2 separate regions of the Anser cygnoides genome follow, and region 1 is linked to region 2. A link is a contact called in public Hi-C data. All regions are on one chromosome and are shown on one strand. The core of a region is the stretch at or near the end of the contact, and the rest is flanking DNA. Distances in the headings are between cores, read along the strand shown. Region 1 holds the start of LRP3 (LDL receptor related protein 3). Region 2 holds the start of CEBPA (CCAAT enhancer binding protein alpha).

The links. A called contact is a pair of places that touch in the nucleus more often than the background predicts.
Region 1: a Hi-C map of liver shows a contact between it and region 2, with 1.7 times the contacts expected there. The contact joins the promoter of LRP3 here to the promoter of CEBPA in region 2. A contact is called at or near these places in 2 of 7 Hi-C or Micro-C datasets (granulosa cells and liver).

What each region holds. Positions count from the first base shown.
Region 1 is chr12:11,141,462-11,147,742 of Taihu_goose_T2T_genome, reverse strand. LRP3 (LDL receptor related protein 3) reads left to right here and starts at 1,775. Exons shown (of 6, transcript XM_048068839.2): 1 at 1,775-2,217. The coding sequence starts at 2,151.
Region 2 is chr12:10,878,751-10,884,740 of Taihu_goose_T2T_genome, reverse strand. CEBPA (CCAAT enhancer binding protein alpha) reads right to left here and starts at 4,455. Exons shown (of 1, transcript XM_048068849.2): 1 at 1,968-4,455. The coding sequence starts at 4,025. The coding sequence ends at 3,048. It overlaps LOC125183365 (a long non-coding RNA gene), which reads right to left. Exons shown (of 10, transcript XR_010834360.1): 4 at 5,167-5,353.

The sequences.
Region 1 (6,281 bases), core at 526-3,025, 270 kb before region 2:
GTGTCATCTTTTACACGCCTGAGGGAGGACCTGGGACAGGGCTTGGAAAACCCGGCCCTCCACACAGCCGCTTGCTTCCCTCGCCACGCTCAGTGCTGTTATTCCGCAGGATCATTAGCACTCTTGCACATGGCCTTATCTTTAACCTGACTTGGGCAGTACCTGATCTAAACCTGACTCAGATGACAATGGAAGTAGCACAAAGCTTTCAATGTGTGGTAGCACCTATAACTTATTTTGTTGCATCTTTGTGAGAATCTTGTTTGCAGTGAGGGTGCTACTAAACGGTGATGTTTGCTGGTAGCAAATGCCTGGGCTTTATCCCGGCATCCCGTTTCCTCTTACAAATGTTTGTTGCTTTTCACATTCGTCCTCAGACCATGGCGCTTTTGACAGGCTCACTCTGCCACGTCTCATCAGAGCGAAGAGCTGGACCCAGGCCCCAAGACAACTGAATAACTGAGTGGGTTTCTGTGACTGCACAGTGCCTGACGCTGCTTGAAGGGTAGGGAGCTATAGCCGGTGCTAGTGACTTCACACATCTCTCATTAGTGCAGTCAGAGCCTAATGTCGAGTGGACAACCCTTAAATATGAATTTTACTTATTGCATTATTTTAGGGGGAAGCTGGGTAAAAATAGATGTTATTGTTTTGTGTTGCTGATTATATTAATCAATTTTTAATACAATGGGAGAGTTTCTGTTGTAAATAGTATCCCCGCAGACTGTATGCCTGCTGTCTCTCATGGTACAGCCATAGGATGCAAAGATGCAATTTTTTTCAAGCAGGTAGGGAAAACTTCCTGTGTTTGTAGTGAAATACTGCAAGACCTCACCTCTGCCCTGGAAGATTACACCATGCCAGGTGGCAGAGCCCTCATTTGTGCAGGGTAAGGAATGGTGCTGTCACAGAGTTCTGTGTTGGTAGCTGTGGGCTGAGGTAAGGCGCTGCTCAGCAGGCTGCACAGCTCGCGGCAGGGCAGGCCTCTTGGGGCTTTGCACCTTCAAAGGGAGCAGCTCTGCGGGAAGATGTGGGCTGTTGCCGGGGCTCTGGGGAGGGTGGTGAGCACCTGCCACTTGGAAAACGGGGGAAAGTTCAGGGAATCTCTGAGGTAGAGTTGGTTCATTTCTGTAATTGTTTGCCTGGACAAGATTCTTTCATCATCCCTTATTTTGCTATTCAGCTCATGAAGCTCCCAGTTAACTTTGTGGTCCTGCTGCTCCTCGTGAACTTGTGAGACTTTCCCCCGTGCCTTTGTCCGTTTTCAGGGGAGCACTACGGCCTTACAATGCTCCCCTTGACCCCAGTGCGCTGCGGAGCCTCGCTCCGTTCCCTACACGACCAGCTCACTTCAGTTTCGCCCCCGGCAGGCCGGGAGGCGTCTGCGTCCCGTCCCCCGGGGGCACGACCCGCGGAGAGAGCGCGGCCGGGAGCGGGGAGCTCCGAGGGAAGGGCACGGCAGGCCGGGGCCAGCCCTCTACAAGGGGACTGCCGCCCCGGGGGCAGCTCGGCGAGGAAAGGCCGGGCCTCGCCGCCTCAGCGCGGCTCGGGGCCGCTCCCCCGGCAGGGGGGGCCGGCGGGGCGCTGCCTCCCGCCGCGGGGCCGGGGGCTCCTTACAGCCCCCCCCGGCGGGGAGGGCTCGCCATGCCGCCGGGCGCCTCGGCGGCGCGGAGCGGGCCGAGGCGGGGGCCGCGGGTGCCTGACAGGAAACCCGGCGCTGCGCGGGCGGGCTCGGCCCTCGCCTTCCCTTCCGCCGCGGGCTGCGCTCCGCCTGCCGGCGGCCCCTCAGGTGTGCGCGGCGCGGCGCGGAGCGGGGCAGAGCGGGGCGGCGCAGCGCTCCCCTCGCCCTCCGGCCCGGCCGCCGCCGCCGCTACCGCCGCCGCCTCCCGGCGGGCCCGTCACGTGGGGCGGCGGCGCTGCAGCTGCGGTCCGTCCTCCTCCACCTGCCCCGCAGCGCCGGCCGCGGCCATGGGGCTGCGGCGGGAGGCGCCCGCCCCACTGCCGGCTCCCCGGGCGGCGCGGCGGGCCGGCCCCGCCGGCGGCTCGGCGTAGAGGAGAGGAGGGAGCGGAGCTGCCGCGGTTCCCCCGTCCCCGCTCCCCGCCGCGCTGAAGGGCAGGCAGGCGGGCGGGCGGGCAGGCGGCGACCCGCCATGGAGAAGGCAGCGGCCGCGGAGCTCCGGCAGGGCGCGCTGGTGCCGCTCACCGCCATCTGCCTGGGTGAGTGAGAGAGCGAGTGAGTGAGCGGCGGGGCAGGGCCGGCAGCGGGGCGCTGGGGGCGCCGGCACCTGCGGGCCCCGGGGTGTGGGGAGCACGGGGGGTAGCGTCTGGGTGTACCCCCCCCATGTCCCCGTCCCCGCTCCCCGCAGGGACTCGGGTCCCTCCCGCCGGAGGGAGCCTGCCCCGTGCCCTCGGCCGCGGAGCCCGTGCGGTAGCCCCGCGCGTCGCTTCAAAAATCAACCCAAAAAGTTTAGGCGCCGCCGGTGCCTCCGGCAGGCTGAAACTCGGGGGCGGGCAGCGGCTCCTGCCCGCGGAGCAGGGCGGAAAGGCGTTATTTCCCTCGTCCCCTGCCGTGCTCCGCTCCCCTCCTGCCCTCCCGGCCGCTCGGAGCCAGCGCTCCCCGCCGAGCAGGTGTCGAGCGGCGGCGGCGCGATGAGACGGCTCCCGGCTGCCGGGCTGGCAGCCCCTGCCCGCACCCAGGGGGTTCGTTCATCGGGCTGGAAGCGTTGAACGAGCCGAAGAGAGGCCGCCCGGAGGCACCAGGGCCGGGCACGAAGCGGGAGCTGTTGGACCGCTCCGCTCCTGCCCCAAGTGCCGCTGAACCTGAAGCGCAGCGGGGCTGGGGCTGCCTGCGGCTCTGCCGACAGCTGGCTCCGACAAACTGCTATGGCTCGCGGGAGAAAGATGTGCAAAACCCACTGCTGTTCGCTAAGAAAGCGGATTAGAGTGCATTTTTAATAATCCCTGAGATAGGTGGTGTCCCTTACGTAAACCATCAGAAACGGGTGCCTGTGGCTGGGCTGCTCGCTCTGGTCTTGTACAAGTTCTTTTGACATCAGTGCTTGCCTCGGAAAAGGTAGAAAGTTAAAAGCTGCTCTGGTTACTACAAATATATCTATTTTGACTAACGGAAGTACAACCTAAAAAGCTGTCTGAACTACTAAGTTTGAACAGGGGCTGTAGCTGCTGTTACTTTTCTGCAGAGGCTTAAAGGGATGTCAGAAGTGTGTGCAGCATGAGGGTAATGCCTGCTGTACTGTTTATTCAAAGTTAAGGGAAAGATAAAAGTTTCAGCCATTTCTCTGAATTTCTTAGGTGTTGTTTTTTTCCTGTGGCCTGGTCGGACCTTTGTTAAAGCTTTTGTTATTTAACAGGAATAGCACAATTGTTCTAAAAACGAATAATATATGGTTATTGAAGATCATGTGAATTCCAGAGTTTAAGTGAAAGAGCGCTTCTTGTACTTAGCAGTGGGTAATGTGCAGTTGAAAGTTTGCTAGATTTCTGCTTTCTATGACTTCTAGAATTTCACTGTCTGGCTCTTCTTTTCAGCTGGAATGCTTTATTCCTATTCCTTGCACAACTGACAGTAGTGGAAGTTGAGAAACATGAGAGGTGGGAAGCTTGTCAGGTATTCTGCTTCAGCCAACCCTAAGAATATAATAATGCTGCCACTTTGACTATGTTGTGTTTTACTTCCTGCTTGTCTGTCCCTTCCAGTCATCTTTACTTTTTTACTTTTTTTTTTTTTTTTTTTTTTTACTTTACTTTCAGTTCCTGCCCTCTTGCTTCTCCAGCCCTGCTTTACTTTTACTTTTTGTTCTCCCGGAGGCTTTATGTGCTGTTTGGTGTCTGTATAAACGCGCTGCCACTGACCATTGCTATGTGTGACCTCAGCTGTACACCGCTGCTCCAGAGACTGGAACTGGGTTTGTTGCAACTGTTCTTCCGTAAGGCCATTTCATTTCTCATTCTTGAGAAATTCTGGAGGGCATAGAAAGTTACCTAACAGGGAAATGATCAAAACAGCAAAGTCAATGTCTGTCCTGCTTGTGGGAAAAGACAGGTAGCTGTCATTTGGTTCAGAGGCGCCAAGATGCAAATTTCTCTTCTGATACAAATAACTGCTTTCCCAGCTGAAAACTTCACCCTGGCAATTACTTAGCAATCCAAATGAATGGCACAGTAAGTTTCCTACATGGAGTTCAAGCCAACTGAACTGCTTCTGTTCTTTTCTTGCTTTCCCGTAATTCTACCCAACTGTTATGAAAAAGAGCACCTAGAAAACTTTCTGGCATACCCCTGGTCTCTCACTGGTTTTGTTTTGATGGAATTTTAATTTGACAAGAGGTGAGAAAACCAGCAGGGAATGGCTGTTCTTTCTTTTGGGCCTCAGAGCTTCAGAAGGTGCTGGTTACAGCGCTTGTGTGGTTTGAGTAGATGATGCTTTTGAGTGAGACTGAGAGCGAGGAAAGCAGATGTTGGGGAAAGTACCCGATGTGAAAGACCTTTATTCTGAAGAACTATTCTTGACTGCTGGCTTCTTAGCGTAAAGGAACTTGAAAATGAAAGGAAACTTGCAGTGACAGCCAGTAGATGTTTTGTATTTGCATAGGTGAAAGAGCATTTCTGGGGGGTGTCTTTTTTTAGCTGCATGCCAGGCCTGGCGTGCAGTGCTGCTTATAACTCTGTCTTGCTGGTGGTGAGCTAGGGCTGCTTGTTTAGCGGTGCTCAGAAGAAAGTACCGTGGCTCTGAGTCATCCGGTTCCGCTCTGTCAGGCCCTTGTCTTCCTGCTGCTTATTTCCATTTAAAGGGCATGGGTCCCTTGGTCAGGCTTGTGAGGAAGCCTCTGCTGGGGAGCTCATGTTCTGTTACTTTGGGGAGGTTCAGGTAGGAAATGTGGAAAGGCTGCAGGGTGCTACTAACAGACCCTGGCATTTCCATGCCTCTCAAACAGTCCCTTCAGTCCTGGCTGTTAACAGTGTTGCAGAGTATATTCCTCTACTTTCTTTGGAGCAAAATATTTTAATTTTCATAAAATCAAATTAGCGACTTAACGACTGGTTAATTTATTCTCAGCCTTTATGACTAAATTACTATGGTTACAGGAGTAGCGGTGCTTTAGTACCGCGTGAAGAAACTGTGTGTTGCTGTTACTGCTGCGATCCCAGGTCTGTCACGTGTGGACTCGCAGCTTTGTCATGGAGCTGACTTGGGAAGCGGAGCAGGAACCTGGGACAGGACCGGGGGATCGCTCCTAGGTGCGCTTGCTGACCTGCCGGAGCGAGCTGGCGCTGCGAAACAAAGGAAATAATTACATAGCACGTTGTCATGATCGTGTAACAAATGTTGCTGGTCATTAATTATGTAATAAAATCAGTGCTATTAAGGTCCTTTGAACATAGTGTTAATGCTTATTAGCACAAACCTGCAGCTCGAGCCTGGTTCTTCTCAAGCCACAGCGTACGTATGCTGTTATTCAGCTCCTGTCCTTCCCTTGTGTGCTGCTAAAAAGCTCGTCCATCCTGCAGCTGTTTAGAAGGAGCTCCCCTTGTGTTTGTGGCGATGCCCCCTTGCCAGTAACGTCGTTCCTCTGTGAACGGTGGCACTGGGAGCAGTTGTTCTCTGCTTCGTAGGGCCTGGCCTTGGCTGAGGTGCGCAGCAGTCTGCGTGCCTGCCTGCGTGGAGCGCTTGGAGCTCTGGCTTTGGAAAGGAAAAATTGTGGACGTCCAGGTGTAAGCCATGGCACGGGTGCTGCAGGCGTCTCAGCTACAGGAATTTGCTAACAGAGCGAGTCCACAAGTGAGTGAAAGCCGCGCGTGGACGACTCGCAGTGGCAAGCCGAGGGTTGGTTTTAGCTTTTCCAGTTGCAGCTCTTGAGTGCTAGGTACTGTCTTTCTCCCGTGCTGGTTTAAGTCCTACCAGAAGGTGGTTGGAGCAAAGGACATTGTCTTGTGACGTTTGGGCAGTATCTAAGACAATGGGGGCCTGTATTCAGGCATCCTGCTCTGGTACGTAAATAGTATTAATTGCCAGTAGCTTCCCAGTGACTGTTGGAAACAGGGCCAGTTTCTGTTTCTATTTTCTCCTATTGTTCATTTTTTAATGAATTTTTTTTTTTTTTACTAAGTGCTTGCTGACAGATCAGCTATAGAAGGATTTAGGACTTAACACATGCAAAATAAAGCCAAAGGGTGTGCCTGGCTGGGATGTTGTGAATTAAGTTTTGGTAACCTTTTAAACCTTCCTAATTTGCTTTAACATTTGTCATGTTATTAATAAG
Region 2 (5,990 bases), core at 3,206-5,705:
AGGGGCCTGCTCTCACACTCCCATCTGGGAGGCAGGATGGCTGTAAAATCCCCTCTCCTTCCAGAGAGATGGAGCGCTGCTCACTGTGATCCTGCTGTGTGAGGGCAAACATCCCTGCACACGCTGCTGTGAGACCTTCCTCATCTGGGCAATGACTTGGGGCCGTGTCAAAAGCTCAGCCTCTTGCTGGAGAGCAAGAGAAAACGCAGAACCGCAGCAGGAAGGGGTTGCCAGCACAGAGCGAGGCTGCAGAGCACCGTGCTGCGAGACCCTTTTGTTGGGGCTCAGCCTAGGGTTTGGGTTAGGACTGGGGCACGCTGCTCACTCTGGCACTATGTTTAAGGCAAGCATCTCTAAACGCTTTTCTGCTATCAATAATTTACCCTTCCTAATATTCCGTGGCACGCTGTGTTTATATAACTATTGAAACACCTATGCGGTAGATAGGTGATCTTAATTTTGAATCACAACATGGTTGATTCTTCTGCCGCTGAACACCTGCCTAATCTATAGTTCATTTAAATTAATGGAAAAATCTGCTTTGTCTGAGGCCGTAAGTGATTTGCTGAAACCACACACACAGAGTGAGTCATGGTTCAGAACATAACTCAAACGATCAGGACTGTATTCCCATGCTCTAACCACCAGATTACAGTCCCTCCCACATATACCCTGCAATAATCTTTGCTCAAATGATAACAACGTTTCCCCACTTTACACGTTGGACAGCATTACTCAGGGAGGCGCATCGCTGGCGACAGGAGCCCAGCTCTACAGGGCTGGGGGAAAGAGGAAACACAAGTAAAAACCATTGGTTTTGCCCAGTGCAAGTAGAACTTAATTCTCCCCTTGGAAAATTACGCGCTATCAATCCCTTGGTTTGAACCTAACTGGAAAGTGAAATCCTTAATTCTGGTCCACGTTCATGTCCCTCTGATCCATCCTCATGGACTGCCACGGTGTGTTCTGCAGGGCCTTCTCTTCCCCTTCCCCTTCTTCCTCTTCCCCTTCCCTTTCCCTTTCCTCTTCCCCTTCCCCTTCTCCTTCTCTCCGTGCCCCGGAGTCCCGGCTCCGCGGGGCAGGGACAAGCCCCCGACTCGCGGTGCCCAGCATGGCGAGCAGCCCTCCGTTACCTCACCTCCCGCCCGCCGCCCCTCACGGCCGCCACCCCCCCCACACCCGGTGCCTGGCGCGGGCGGCGCGGCCCCACGGCCCGGCCCGGCCCCGCCGCTGGCAGCCGCCGGGGCGGAGCCCTCGCGCCCTATCGCCGCCGGGCCTCGCGCCGCCTCCCCTCACGGCCCGGCCCGGCCCCGGCCGCGGCGAGGCGGAGCGGGGCGGGGACCCGCGGCGGTGCCGCCCGGCCGTGCTCAGCGGCCGGGGCTGGCCCCGCGGCCGGCCGGGAGCCCCGGAGCGGTGTCTGTGGGCCCGGGCCGGCTGGGGCGAAACTCCCCGGGGGAGGGGAGAGGAGGGGAGGGGAGGGGAGGGGAGCGGCCGAGCCGCGCCTCGCCGGGCCGGGAGCCGGGAGCGCTGCGGGGCCATGCCCGCCCCGGCCCGAGCGAGGCGGCCGGCTCCGCGGCACCGAGCGGCGGCGTGCGGGGAGCTGCCGTGCCCCGGGAGGCGGCCGCAGAAGAGCAGGCAGCTGGCGGAGCCGGCCGGCAGCCCCGCGCTGCTCAGCCCGCCCGGAAGAAGTGTCACCACACGGAGAGGCGGGCGGTTATGGTCGAATATATGCTGTTTATTTATGAGTGTAACCAGGACTTCGGACAAACTTTATATGCAGCCCTCCCTCCCCCCAGACAACCCCCAACCCCACCGCCGGGTAACCCACCCGCGGCGCACACGCCCCCCGCACACGCACGCCCCAGGCGCTGCCCTCCCGCTGCCCCGGCCCCGGGCCGACTTGCTGCCCAGCTCCAGCTACGAGCGCTCCGGCGAAGGCGGTTTGTTTGGGTTGGTTTGTTTGTGTGTTGTTTTTTTTTTTTTTTTTTTTTTTTTTTTCCGCTCTCTGCCGGGGAGAAGCTCCGGAGTCCAAAGGTGCTGCGGTGGGGAGGCAGCGGCCGGCCCGGGCCCGCGCTGGAGGCAGCGCAGCGCACACTCGCTCACCCACCCACACAAATAATAAAATAACGTTGCAGCACAAGGGCATAGTCTCTGTCACCAGATAAGAAAGTCATGTGATGGCAAAGATCTAAGTAATGCAATAAAAATAAAGTGTAGCTAGTATACACGGAAAGGCTTTCACATTACATGAGGCACAGCTTGGACAGACAGAGACTTGGAGAGGAGCTGAATGTCCTGGAATAAAGCAAAATACGCTGAGAGTTCATAGTAAATACCCGCATCGATAGGTATTTATTCACTTGTGCTTCGCCATGTCGTGACATACAGTACAAGACGCTGCTGCTCTTCCTTTTGAGACGGGGAGCTCACCGCGCTCCCTCACAAGCTGCTACTCCGGCAGTCCAGGCTGTGTCTGTCGGTCCCGGGGTGGCCTGGAGGCACTGGGGCCAGGCTGGGGCCCCCCAGCTGCCTCCCGCTGCTCCAAGAGGCTTCAGGCCCTGCTGCCTGTGCTCCCTGCTGCCTGCTCCTCAGCGCCGGCCCCTCCGGCCCTCACCCTGCTTCCTTGCACCCTGCCAGGCTGGGGCACAGAAAGCCCCAGAGCTCCTGCAGCCAGCTTTTAAGGCACATCTGGGTCACTATATGTGCTTTATTACTATTATTATTATTGTTATTTACCCTGTGTAGACACGTGAGCTTTTTATTTCTTCCTTCCCCTCGCCTTTCTCCTTATAAAACTCACCATGTTTTCAGCTTATTCGTGTGTCATCCCTAAGGCACAAACCTTTTTAATACTACAGCTGCCTGGCTTCTTTTATTGGTCGTTAATTGTTCAAAAAAAAAAAAGGAAAAAAAAGAACCGAACAACAACAAAAAAAAAAACAACCCCCCCCCAACAATCTGAGATCGCTGCGCTCCAGTATATATAATATATATATATGTATATGTAGGTGAGCGTGGCAGCCCGACGGCGCCCCGCAGTCCCGGCGCTAGGCGCAGCTGCCCATGGCCTTCACCAGCGAGCTCTCGGGCAGCTGCCTGAAGATGCCCCGCAGAGTCTCCAGCTCCCGGGTGAGCTGCTCCACCCGCTTCCGCAGCCGCTCGTTGTCGGTGGTGAGCTCCAGCACCTTCTGCTGCGTCTCCACGTTGCGCTGCTTGGCCTTGTCCCGGCTCTTGCGCACCGCGATGTTGTTGCGCTCCCGGCGCACCCGGTACTCGTTGCTGTTCTTGTCCACTGTCTTTTTCGATTTGCTCCGGTGGTCCGCGGGCATCATCTTGAGCGCGCCGGCGGCGGGCAGGCCGCCCGGGGGGTGCGGGTGGTGCGGGTGGTGCGGGCTGGGCACGGGCGTTGGGGGCGGCGTGGGGTGCCCGGGCTGGAGGTGCATGGTGGTCTGGGCGCAGTGGGCGATCTGGTACTGCAGGTGGGAGGGGTGCTGCTGCGCGGCGTGGTGGGGGTAGAGGGCCGACAGGGCCGCCGACTTGACCTCCTCCTCCTCGCGGGGCTCCTGCTTGATCACCAGCGGCCGCAAGCCCGGCGCGGCGATGCGCTCGTAGAGCGGGTCGAGCTTGCCGTCCATGTAGCCGGCCATGCAGCCGAAGAGCGGCTGCTGGTGGTGCTGCTGCTGGTGCCCCGGCGCCGAGGCGGCGGCGCCGGCCCCATGCATGCTGTGGAAGTCGAAATCCCCGGCCAGGATGGCCTTGGCTTTTTCCTGCTGCTTGCTGTGCTGGAAGAGGTCAGCCAGGAACTCGTCGTTGAAGGCGGCGGGGTCGATGTAGGCGCTGATGTCGATGGAGTTCTCGTTCTCGCAGATGTCGCCGAGCTCCGCGCCGCCCGCAGCAGGTGCCGCCGCCGAGGGAGCCTCTCTGTAGCTGTAGGCGCTGCCGGGCAGGGGAGTCTGGAGCTGGTGGTGCTGGCCGCTGCTCATCGGGGGCCGGGAATCGACCTCGTAGAAGTTGGCTTGCTCCATGAAGCACCTACAGTCTGCCGGGCATGGTGAAGGGCTCCTGCAATCCAGGTTTCGGACGGGGCGGCGGCGGCGGCTCTGCCAAGCCCGCGGCACCCCGCGGTTTCCCGGCGGCGAGCAGCACGGCGCGGCTCGGCACGACTCGGCACGACTCAGCTCGGCGCGGCTCGGCGCGCCCGGAGCCCGTCCCCCGCCCCAGCCCGGCCGAGCCCCGCTCGCTGCCTGCCTGCCCTGTTGCTAGTGGCTTGCCTGGGTCCTGTGAGCCGTATATATACACCCCCGCAGCAGGGCCGGGGATCGCCCTCTAGTGTCCACCTCCTGCCGGGAACCTTTGACCACCGCGCAGCCGGGTCTTAGCGCCCCGGCCGGGCACAGCCGCCCGCCCGCCCCCGGCAGCCGCCCCGAGCTCGGCGGGCTCCCGGCGCTGGGCTGCGCTCTCGGGGGGGGGGTCCCCGAGCTGCCCGAAGCCTCCCGGGGAGGTGCGGGGAGCGGGGCCGTCGCCCACTGCGTGCCCGGGGCCGCTCGGCGCCCTCCCACCGGCGGCGCCGCGGAGAAAGTCTCAAAGTTCAGCACCGCCCGCGAGTGCTCGCAAATATTTGGTCAGACGGGGGGAGACGCGGGGGAGCCCCGCCGGGTTTGCCGCAGGACCGACGGCGCTTTTCTAGCCGAGGGGCTTTGTGCCCGGAGCGCCCCATCCCGCCGCACCTGCGGAGCGCGGCTGGCCCGGCCCGGCCCGGCCCGGCCCGGCAGAAGCGGGGACCCGCGGATCCCGGCCCCGAGCGGCGCTAGGACCCGGCCGGGGAGCGCGCAGGGACGGGGGGCGGCGGGGGCTGCCCGGCTTGGCTCGGCACGGCTCGGCCCGTGCCGCTGGGGCCGCTCCGGCAGCTGCCCCTGCCCGCAGGCTGGCACGATGCGGGGCGGACGCTTGGCTGTGCCCCGCTCCCGGTCCCGCAGCGCGAATGGAGCAGGTCCGTGTAATTGCAGCCTGCCCGCAGCGCGGCACGGCTCCCGGCGCTCACCCGGGATAAACCCGGGGCGCGGCGGGGCGGCAGCAGCCAGGTGGCCCGGGAGGAGGCGATGCTCCAGCGGGCTGCGGCGCCCCGCGGCTCCCGGCCGCCCACCCTCCCTCCGGGGCCGCACGGACCTGCCTGCTCCTGGGCACAGCCTTCCGAGGAGCCCGGTGTGCAGCCTCAGCTCGGCAGGGGTGCGGACGCCCGGGATTTCCTCTCGCCGCCATCCCGCAGCCCGCAGACGAGGCGTATCGGGGCTCCCTCGCCTACCTCCTCGCGTCGGGAAGCCCCCTGGCACTTAGCTCTGGTGGTCCGGGTCACCTGGAAAGAGGCAGAGAGAAAGGACGTGTCAAGGCTTCTGGAGCAGGTGTAGGCAACTGCTAGAGGAACATCTGCAGAGAATTCAAACGTAGCGGTGGCTGGCAAAAAAATGCTGTATTTCTTAGTCCTGGGTGTCTTAATAAGCCAGAAACTTGTGACAGCAAGTTGCTTGCTCAGAAAGGGTTTGACAGATTCCTTGCAACTAACAGTAATTGACAAAATCTTAATCAGGAAACAATATTACAATGTACCAAGAACCCGTTTTTTTGTATCACACAGTACACATGTGAACCTCCGTTTCATGAGCAGAAGGAAGGCAGCAGTCAGCTGGCTTTCTGACCACAGAATGTACCTTTCAGTAACAATAGAAAACAATTAAAATCCTAAATTCGTTTTACATATGGTGAGTATCTTCTGAAATTATATTTCAACACATAAGCAGTGGCTAGAAAGGCCACTGCCTGAACAAGCAAAACACACATAAGAACTCTGAGCAAAGTCACGATACAGAGGAAAAGCCTCAAGTCTGTGACAGAAACAAGTTTGGGATGCTTCAGCATGGAGAGTAACATGTCCCCAGCTGCATCTGGCTGGCCAAATTCTGCAGGCGCTACCCCATTAAGCCCCTTCACAGAAA